Regions from separate parts of the Mus musculus genome. Here regions 1 and 3 are each linked to region 2. Evidence: chromatin contacts called from public Hi-C and Micro-C data. All regions are on one chromosome and are shown on one strand. The core of a region is the stretch at or near the end of the contact, and the rest is flanking DNA. Distances in the headings are between cores, read along the strand shown. Region 1 has its middle 76 kb from the start of Ntf3. Region 2 holds the start of Ntf3 (neurotrophin 3). Region 3 overlaps Gm10415 (predicted gene 10415).

The links. Hi-C and Micro-C count contacts between places; a contact is called where the count stands out from the background.
Region 1: a Hi-C map of myocytes shows a contact between it and region 2, with 2.4 times the contacts expected there. The contact joins the enhancer-like site here to the promoter of Ntf3 in region 2. A contact is called at or near these places in 2 of 484 Hi-C or Micro-C datasets (cortical neurons and myocytes) and 2 of 9 other capture datasets (adipose tissue and liver).
Region 3: a Micro-C map of embryonic fibroblasts shows a contact between it and region 2, with 2.9 times the contacts expected there. The contact joins the enhancer-like site here to the promoter of Ntf3 in region 2. A contact is called at or near these places in 4 of 484 Hi-C or Micro-C datasets (cerebellum, embryonic fibroblasts and nephron progenitors) and 2 of 9 other capture datasets (adipose tissue and liver).

The regions. Positions count from the first base shown.
Region 1 is chr6:126,239,011-126,242,311 of GRCm38.p6, forward strand. No RefSeq gene overlaps it. Among named protein-coding and RNA genes, the nearest start is that of Ntf3, 76 kb to the left of the region's middle. Within about 2 kb of position 1,946, at least 2 of the 459 cell types and tissues checked have an H3K27ac peak or open chromatin away from gene starts, as enhancers often do. A contact at or near this core is called in myocytes, where this site is marked.
Region 2 is chr6:126,163,176-126,166,725 of GRCm38.p6, forward strand. It overlaps Ntf3 (neurotrophin 3), which reads right to left and starts at 1,785. Exons shown (of 2, transcript NM_001164035.1): 1 at 1,555-1,785. The coding sequence starts at 1,572.
Region 3 is chr6:126,285,784-126,289,173 of GRCm38.p6, forward strand. It overlaps Gm10415 (predicted gene 10415), which reads right to left. Exons shown (of 4, transcript NR_045480.1): 4 at 866-3,354. Among named protein-coding and RNA genes, the nearest start is that of Gm10415, 41 kb to the right of the region's middle. Within about 2 kb of position 1,613, at least 6 of the 459 cell types and tissues checked have an H3K27ac peak or open chromatin away from gene starts, as enhancers often do. A contact at or near this core is called in embryonic fibroblasts, where this site is marked.

The DNA.
Region 1 (3,301 bases), core at 696-3,195, 76 kb after region 2:
CCTGAGAAAACTGCAGTATCATGGGTGTGTCTCCTCTCCAAATCAGGTCTGAGAACTGCTCACAAAGGTGAATCACAAATTTGAGTGGTATGTGATGCTCATATTCTGGGCAAGCCCAGATCCTATTGTGGCCAAAAGGTTATTTTCACAAGAAGAGATTTAGTAGTCGTACACTCCTAACAACCCCCATCTTTCTGCCCTTCCTAAGCCTGTCTCTTTCCTTGGTCTTTAGATTCAAGGCAAGCCTGACTTCATCACGATTAAAAAAAAAAAAACAGTCATTGTTTATAATTTTGACCTACTTGGACAGGCTGATACATTGTTCTATGGCATCTCATTTTATTACAAGGTCTCCTGTTACCTTAGAAGACATTCAACCACTTCAAGGCTGGACTGATATGGAAAATCAAGTATCCACTGGCAGGACATGATTTAAAGGTGTGCAAAGTCATTGTCTAAGCTACCTTGTCATTTATCAACCAGGAGAGCAGAAGTTCTGTCATCCTAGAGTCTTTCTTAGCGTCATAACCCTGCGTAGCTGTAAGGCCGGACTAACTGCTTAAGTCAGAATCATTCATTAACTTTGTGTCTCTGTATATGTACATTCATTGTGTCTGGATGTGTGTGTGTGTGTGTGTGTGTGTGTGTGTGTGTGTGCCTGTTCCTATATGTCTTCATGTCATTGTGTCTATGTCTGTGCCTCTCTTTCTCTCTCTCTTTCTCTCTCTCTCTCTCTCTCTCTCTCTCTCTCTCTCTCTCTCTCTCTCTCTGTGTGTATATGTGTGTGTGTGCCTGTTCCTATATGTCTTCATGTCATTGTGTTTATGTCTGTGCCTCTCTCTCTCTCTCTCTCTCTCTCTCTCTCTCTCTCTCTCTCTCTCTGTGTGTGTGTGTGTGTGTGTGTGTGTGTGTGTGTGTGTGTATGTGTGTGTGTACAATAATGATTTTGGATGCATGTTAACTTGTGCATGTGTATGTATGTAGAGGCCAGAGGTCAAGTTTGGTTCCTGTTCCTCATGTGCCTTTCACCATGACTTTTGAAGCAGGATCTCCTATTGAGCTACTAGGTTAGGCTGGCTGTCCAGCAAGCCCCAGGAGTTTGCCCGTCTCTTCCTTTCAAGCATTGGGATTACAGTGTCACCAAGTAAGCTTTTTATGTGGGTTGTAGCGATCGAACACCATAGCCACACTATCCTCAATTCTGCTCAGAGCTGAGATTCATTTTTTCCACAATGTCAAGAACTACAGAGTCAAGCTTAGAGACACAAGGCAGGGCCTTATCAAAGGGACAACACATGTAGCAGGATTAGGCCCCATGGACATGAATAACTCGACCAGGCTGCCACTATTGTCTTCCCAATCTGCCCTGGAGGGAGTGATCCCATGGGTTGAGACATAACCTCACCACCAAAGCCAAAGTATGTCATGGAGCTTTTAATAACCATGCCTGTCCCTGCCTCCCCCACTCAGGGGAACAGCTGGCCTCACCCTCCCTGCTTCTCATTGTCACTTTCTCTCCTGTGTGATACCAGGGCATTGTCTTCAAGTGGGTGGCCCCATAGGAAGAAGCTTGCTTGCTTTAGGGATATGAGCAGTGTTCATTTTAGAATTTCTTTTATGCTATTGTTGATGGAATTGCCTCTCTGCATGATGGTTTCAAAAGGCATATGGGAGATTCAGCCTAATTAGGGGGCCCACTGAACTCTTTACTTGATGTAATTTCAGTCCCACCCAGGCTTACCTGGGTTACCCGGGCCCTACTCACCTCCTCCACTCACCTCCTGCTCTCCAACCGTGAGAACCTCAACAGGGTACAAGAACTTCTAACCACCAACACTGGAGGGGTCTGCATTGGCACACTTTGCTCAATATGCCTTGTCTGCTCTTTGTGACCTGGACACTGTTCTAGGGACAGAATTCACCCAGTAGCAACCATGAGCCAACTGTTAATTTCCAGGAATTGTGTGAGCCAGTTGCCATCATGCCTGGCTCCACTGTAATGATAGTGTTTATACCATGGGAAGTAGCAGGCACTGTGTCAGAGTACACTATGCCCTTTCATGCAGGGACCCTGCTCCCCCTGAGGTTGACAGATTCATCCTCTACCTTACTCCTTAGTGCTACTCTTTCCCAGGTCAGGGGCTTTTTTCCTAATGTTTCTGACTGACTCTGACTGAAGGGAATATTAGCAGGCAACCCTGCAATCACATTTGTGGATGAATAACTGATATCCCTGGTGAAATAGCATCTTTCACCTGAGGCAAAACCCTAAGCACTGACACTAGCCTGTGTTCTTCTTAGTGGCATTTTTGAGTCCCTAATTTGGGGTGGAAACTGTTTTGAAATTACTGGTCCTTTGGACATCACCCCCCCCCCAGTATGTTATTGGGAAGCAGAGTAATGTTATGTGCCTTCCTGACCTATAGGTATTCAGTTAACAAGGTCATACCCTTCCAACCTGACTTGATCTTTTGTCATATCTTTCAATATATGTGGGTCTCTCCATACTCAAAAGTGTTGCAAAATCTTCGTCTATTCCTTCAAGATTCTGTGTTTCATTCTATTAAATTAAGATCCTTGCCTTAGGTTCTTTTCCAGTTGCTATGATGAAAATACTCCAACAATAGCAACTGGGGAAAGAAATGGTTTATTTTAGCTCTCAAATCCAGATTATAGTTCATTGCTGTAAGGAAATCACAGCCAGACAGAGGCAACTGATCACATTTCATCCATAGAAAAGATGGAGAAACAGTGAAGGCTAGTGTTCAACTTTGCATTCAGCCCATGAGATGATGCACTGACAGTGAGAGGGTCCTCCCATATTGATCAAACTAGTCAAGATAATTCTTCACAGATATGCCTAGAGGCTCATGTCTTAGGTGATTCTAGATTCCACTAAATTGACAATGAACACTAACCATCACTGTCCCCAAGAAATAGAAGCATGTTTCAGAAGAGAAGGATCTCTATCATTGTCTTAGTCTTGGAATTGCCCAGCATCACAGATGAGGGCATTTCAGTCACATTTGCGTGTCTAGCTAAAGAGGTCACTATCTACTAAAAAGAGACCCATGCTTAGAAAGAACCAGTCACTTTGCTCAAATTGAACTAGTTAAATTTTCTTATCCATGTTGCCACCACTTCTTCAAGGTCCTTCCTCTCCATACATTAACTTCTTAATGAATGATCAGGAAGGCTGGACCTTACAAGATCTAGACCAGAAGGGGAGAAGAAGACAACCGCAAGGTTTCTGCACGTAACTAAAGGTATATAAGCCCCTCCACAAGGTACAATGTCCCTG
Region 2 (3,550 bases), core at 535-3,034:
CTCTGCGAGTAACACCCACCCTTACAGTCTCCCTTCCCCTCCCCCAGCAGGTCCCCGCCCCCAACCTCTTCACACTCATAAACAAGTCCCGGCTCAGGGGCTCCAGCTCACTAGCTAGCAAGCCGCCTGCTCTGGCTGGGACCGCGTCCTAGAGCAGCCGCCACTCAGACTCTCAACCTGCTACCCGCCGGCCGCCAGAGGTCGGGGTCAATCCGGTGGGTGCTTCCCAGACCTGGAATACGGGAGCCTCGATTCCAGTTCCCGCCTGCGACCTCTCTAATCAACTGTGTCCACACCATTCGGTGCTGGAGTCCCAGGAAGGTGCATCTGAACGCCGCGGAAGAACGCCAAAATTGCGCAAAGCAGTAGCGCCTCTTGGATGCACACCCACTCACTCCCGAAAGCGACAAGGAAAAAAGTCCTCCCCAGCCCTCCCATTCCACACCTTCAAGAGTGCCAAATTTCATTAGAAGTATCCACCACTGTGCAGAGCGCCTTGGTGGCAGCAGGAAACAGTCCAGTTTGCTATGTGTTCTTTTAACTCCGACCTAACTCTGAGGGTCTCTGATGTTCTGGACCCTTCCCATACTACCTCTTGGGGCGGGGGTGGGAACCCTAAAAAGGACTCCGAGAAACTGGCACCAAATCCCTACCGATGGCCCCACCCCGGTACCCACCGTTCCATGGCCGGGTCCCAGACCCACAGGCTGAGCGCTAGCTCCAACATCTGCGCGAAGACCCAGGGTGGGAAGCCATTGGGTTGGCGCTGGCCAGAGTAGCCCAGAGCTAGGGACCCTCTCAGAGAAAAAGCTTTATGTGGGACAACAACGCAGATACGCACTGTTGGGCTTAAGTCCCAACTCCCCCCAACCTGAGAAGTGACGGTGCGGGTCCTGAGCTTTGCAGCCCCTCCCCCAGCCCACGCCCTGCCGGGCTGTGTGTTGGAGCTGATGAACGTTGCCCGGTGGCCAGCGGGGTGCAGGGCACAAGCCGGGATCCTGGTCTCTTCCAAGCCCCATTTTTGTCTGCTACCCGCTTTTATTATAGGATGCGCGGGAGTCTTCTGGGGGAACCAGATAGGAGGGTCGGAGGTGTGTATGCATGAGGTGGAGTAGGATGGTGATGTCCAGAATCCCTTTCTTGCCTTTTCGTGGTCCCCATTTTCCCTCGCCTCCACCTCCTTCCCTTCCCAATGCAGGTTTGTTAAACCTGATCACTTTCCCAGACTGAGGGCGGTTTCTTGAGCAGCCAGGGGACTAGAGAAAAGAGGAGGAGGAGGAGGAGGAGGAGGAGGAGGAGAGCCATATCCACGCGCGCACAAGTGTGCATGCATGTGGAAGGAGGGTGGTGGTAATTGCGCCTAGGCCTGGGCAGATTCGAGCTCAAACTTTGGGGAAGGCACAAGAACCGAAAAGTTAGCGTGTTGCGCGATGGGGGTGGGGCTGGGTGCAGAATTGGGGCCCCCCACGCGGATCCCCAAGAAAATCTCCCCCACGCGATTCCCCCACCCCCTCCGGGACCTGCCCACCCAACGTGCCCGCCACGTCCCCTTACCGTGGCAGAAGTAACCATGGCATCCGTGTGACTATTTCCAGGGACGTCGACATGAAGAGAAAGGTGGACTCGAGTTCGGTCATTCAGTCTCGCCCACCCCTGCCGCAGCCACTACCCAGCGGTGGGAAAAAACGAGGGGAAGAAAGAAAGAGGGAAGAAAGTTGCGCCGGGCTATCTCGCGGGGCGGTGCGCGGAGCTGCTGGGTAAGGAGAGGAGCCTTCAACTCTGAGTCCCGTGAACATAATCTGAGCGGTTATAACCAGCCAACCCGGCCAGATGGCTCCGCGCTCAGCGCCTTAACCCCTTCCGCGCCAAGCCCCCTAGCCCCGCCCGCAGTGACTTGCAGGCCCGCTCCCTGGCATTTTGGAGTTTGCTCTCGAGACCAATGGGAAGACCTAGTCATTTCTCCTAGTCCACTTCAAAGGAAAACAAACGAACGAACAAACAACAAATAAGCCCTCTCAAAATAGCCTACTCTTCATTATCCCCTCTTTTGACCTTCCCTTTTAGAGATGGGGAGAAGGAGCCAACAAAAAACGTTTGATTTATCATTATATTTTACACGTAAATATCTTCGATCTGTCTTATTCTTGAACTTTTTCTTTTAAGGCTTCCTTCCTTTCTTTCTTTCTTTCTTTCTTTCTTTCTTTCTTTCTTTCTAACTAGGCAGATGAAGGCCTTTCTTGCCCCTTGGCTCAGGAAAGCTTGAACCTCAACCTTAAACTCTGTCTCCAAACCTCAGACCCTTCTGTCTTTGGATCTCTCTCCACCCCCTATTAAGCCCCCCCCCAGCCCCCCCAGGCCCTCACAACAACAGGAATCTGCGCATGAACAGTTGCTTGCCTGCCCTCGAACTCCTCAGTCCTGGGGGCAGCTCACAAGGCACAGTTAGTTCAAGCTGTCTAGGGAGGTTAAGTTGCTGAGGTACGGTGAGGGTGGGAGTGCTAAGCAACCGAGGAAGGGGTGGTTTGCGTGTGCGCAGAGTGTGCGTGAAAGAAAAGGAGAGGTATGAGCCAAAGCCCCACGTTCTACACACTCCCTAACTTCTCCACCCCTTTCTTTCAAGGTAGGAGCCGACCCTGGAGCTGAGCATTTGCCCAGCACTCGCCGCTTTGTACAAAAACAATTTGCCCAGAAGAAAGGGCAAGCAAGGCACCCCTTCCTGACTCCCCGAAAGTAGCGACGCTCTCTTGCACAACCGCTAGATTCATTCGAGGAAAAGATCTCAGGGTGGAGGCAAGGGTCTTATTTGTAGATTATTTTAGCTATTCATTAGATTCCCCCCCCACACACACACACACTTGATCCGAGCTGATTCTCTCAGATTTTACAGTGGTCAGAGCATCTAGATTTTGCTCAACTGCGGTCCAAGAGAAATGAAGGGGGAGGGGGGAATCCTAGTGGTAAGGGGAACCGGAGAACCAGAAAGTAGTACACCATTGCTCCTTCATTCCCTCCCCCATTCTTGCAAGGTGGAACTCAAGTCCAAGTGCCCCCTCCCCCCGCCCCCACCTCTGCCACTCTCCAAGTTGCCTCCTGTCAGGACATTTGACTCACACACAGCAGGAGAGGCGATTTGATAGTCCACCTCTTCCTTGCCTCCTAATAAAGTCTGATAAGCAACTCGCAATGTACTTTAGCAAGGTTCCAGGTTCAAAACCTGGAAATTCCTTGGAGATGCATAGGTTTGGTCCACACCCAGGAGTGCCAGAATTGCACCCACCGGTTAAGGCTGAGAGAAGCTGCGGGGCGAAAGGAGGCCAGAGAGGATGGAGAGTCGGGGGCTGCATACTAGATAGATTGTACCTGCCTCATCATTATCCTGGCTGACGGGGGCTGCCACATCGAAAATGGCCTGCAGCACCCACAGAGGCCCACCAAGGACGTCACCTCCAACGATCCCTTTGAAGGACTTCCCTCCTGCCAAAATATCTTCTTCTTCCTCCGGATCCGATCAGGCTGCAGAGTTTTCCCCTTCACCCTGCCACACAGCACT
Region 3 (3,390 bases), core at 363-2,862, 120 kb after region 2:
CCCTTCTTGTCTCCTAGTGGCCTCTGTTCTACTCCCAACTTCTATGTGACAATAGCACATTCCTATATTCACCACCCAAAGCTCCTTCTTTGCGCTTATCTCCCCCATGTCTTTTCTGGAATCCTCCCTGGCCCAGGTGACAGCCTCAGCTCTCACCACCATAAGCCATTTTATGAGTTTTCTAGTCATATATTAATTTTTACCTGTTCTTAGACTTTATAAATGGAACCATATATCTTCTACTTCTAAATTACCACTGTTTGTTTTTTAATGCCACAAATCAATATTAAATTTTATCAGCTGTATTTCTTGCATATATGAGACAGTTATATAATTTTCCACCCTCTATTCTTTCAGTGCCCTGAATTATACTGATTTATTTCTCAGTCTATAACCCAATTTGTATTCCTGGAATAAATCCCACTTGATCACAAGATATGATTTTTCCTATATTCATCTTTGATTTTTCAAATGCATTTCAAAGAAATTTCATTTGATTTTTAAGGATATCAGTCAGTACCACAACTATTGAAATATATTTTCCGGGTTGTTGTGTCAATATAATTTGTTCTCATAAGAATGACTCAGAAAGGAATTATTTCTGCTCTGCCTTTTGAGCTTATGTGAGGTCCGTGGCACACATTCTAAACATATTTTAGTAGGTTCATCATCTTAGACCAAAACTTATTTTGTCAAAGAATTTATACATTACAGATTCAATTTACAAAAAAATGTATGACTATACAGATTTAAAATTTTCCTCACAAGTTATATTTAGCAACTTTTAATATATAAAGCTAATTCCACTTTATTTGTGTCTTTTCATAAAATTATGTATAAAAAGATTCTTATTTCAGTCTTAAGTGTGCATATGACAAGAACCGATCATAGTTTATTTGTGGTATTAGTAACTCGTCATTATTTTTTCTATGCTTGCTATAACTTTAGCAGTAGAGTAATTTGGGATTGGCACTTTCTTTGGGGGAAATTTTTAACTGAAATTCAATTTCTTTAGTAGCTTTAAATATCATTTTTATGTGTTTCTTTCTGTGTTAATTTTGATGGTTCCTTCCTGACATGAACTTGTCCAATTTATGCAGACCGTTTAATGTATTAACATGCTATTTTCACTGAATTCCCTTGTGCTTTAATGTCCTTGTGCTTTTAATCCACCCTGATTCTTCTTCCATGACCATCTTTATTAGTAAACAATACCTTCTCTTTTTTGTTTTAGTTTTTGATTGTCTGGGTAGGGCTTTATCAGTTTTAGCAATGTTTTCAAGTAACTAGCTCTAGACTTATTTAATTTCTCTGTTGTCTTGTAATTTTCTTTCCAGTGTTCCTTCTTTTTTATAATTACTGCATCTTCTTACTTGTCACTTTAACTAGTTAATACGTTCACTAATTAATTAATTAATATTCTGGTCCAAGGGTTTGAAAAGAAGACATCATGATAGGCAAGTCTTCTACCACTGGGCATCATCCCTATATTCTAGTTTCCTTTTCACTTTCTGTGTAAGCAACGTGCAGTCATTGATCTGGCTTGCCTTTCTTTGTATGACAGCTGTGTGGTTACGGGCACCTTGGATTACAATGCGGAAAGTGAAGGCATAGGAGCTGGTGTTTGGTTCCCTGGAGTGACTCACTGGAATGATTGCTTCCCTAGATTCACTCTGTTCATGTGCCTATTTGGGAATCTCTAGCAGTCTGTCCAGGTAACTTTCCTCTATCTGAAGTCTCTTCCAGGAAACTCTTGATATGTGCCTCACTTCTGATATTTAGTTTTCTTTTATGTCCCCCCTTTTGGGTAATTCTACACATTCATTGTACACACGAAGCCTTTAGTTATAGGGGAAGGTAAAAATAATGTATAAATCTACAGTATACTTTCACTGTCCTCATGAAAAAAATCCAATCTTATGGCTTTAAGTTTCAGATTTATAGGCTGATTAACATACTAATGCCTGGTGATAATCAGTCTTCTTTATAATGTTGCAGACAATGAGATTTATCATAATTTTGAACAAAGTAGGTGTTGAAGAATAAACTGTGGTAGACCCTTCCCCATCCTAACAATATAGTAGACTCTTGTCTCAAGTCTGGGCCAGTACATGGTTAGTCAACTGTGAGCTGGAGCTCTCCACAGCTCAAATGCTAGAGAAGTGCAGGGCAGAGATGCCAGCAACTGACACCCAGATACTCAGGCCAATCAAGTGCTAGAAGCTGACCTGGCTCGACTAAAATCCCATCCCCCAAGGAAAGTCTCAGGAGAGCTCTGCCCTCTAGAAAAAAACTCCCAAATGCAAGCTATGGCTCCAGTCCACAAGGTGGTTAAGGAGTAAGAGAGAGAGAGCCAAGACAGCGTGTTGATGAGCATGCCTGACAGGGGTGGGGCCGGTTGGTATCCTGGATAAATCCTCTTAGAACTGTTGTATCTTCAGCAATTTCTCTCATGTTCCTTGTTCTTAGTTTTCTCTGCTTGAAGACTGGGTGTGATGGTAACAACCTCACAGATCTTCAGGGAACTCAGAAAATAATGAATGACGAAGTTCCTGCTTCTCTAAAGACCCTTAAACCTATCCTTCATCTGCAACTCTGGCAGGTGGTCTTCCCTTTGGTCATCTCACCATCACCATCGATGTTCTTCATGGTGACCAGGTTATAGGAGAATCTGTAACATTTGAACAGAGCGGGTGATTATTTGACAGCTGCAGTATCTGGCACTGTTGACAGGCAATGTTATCCACCATTTACTTTGTGGGACTTGAGAAACAATTTTAGATCAAAGAAGCGGCTTTGGATGTTTTTGTGCTTGGAAGCAATTAAACTGATGTTGGTCAGCCTGTGGTTACAGAGGAGTTTCCCAATTCACACACATGCATAGGATATACAGCCTTTCTCCAGCCTCCTTAGCTCTGCTGATGGTCTGGCATCCCTTTCCGAGAAGGGAGTGGTGCAGCAGCTTACTCTCGGAACCCCTCCTTGCATCTCAGTGGAAAGCCACATGATGTGCCAGCAGGACAGCAAACAACTTAAAGTCACACTGGTCTGCATTTGCGTAGCTTGTTATGGTTGATGAACTGGATCGAACGCATGGAAGGAGAACAAAGCAAAGCCATTTTTTTTATAAAGGCCATTCCTGAAGCTCAGTCATCGGCCAGACCCTGGCTTTCGACTCTGCTAGGAAGAGGCTTTGAAACACGTGTTACCAGCTATATCTGCACAGAGGCAAAGGCCAACATAATGACAAGCTCATCACCCACTTTGATCAGACCACTGAGCTAGGTGCTCCTCATGTCTTCACTGGATCATCTCTGAGATGGAGTGTTTCATCACCCTTTCCACTTCTGATCTCTAAAAGAAACAGCAAAGAAGAAAGAATCATTACTA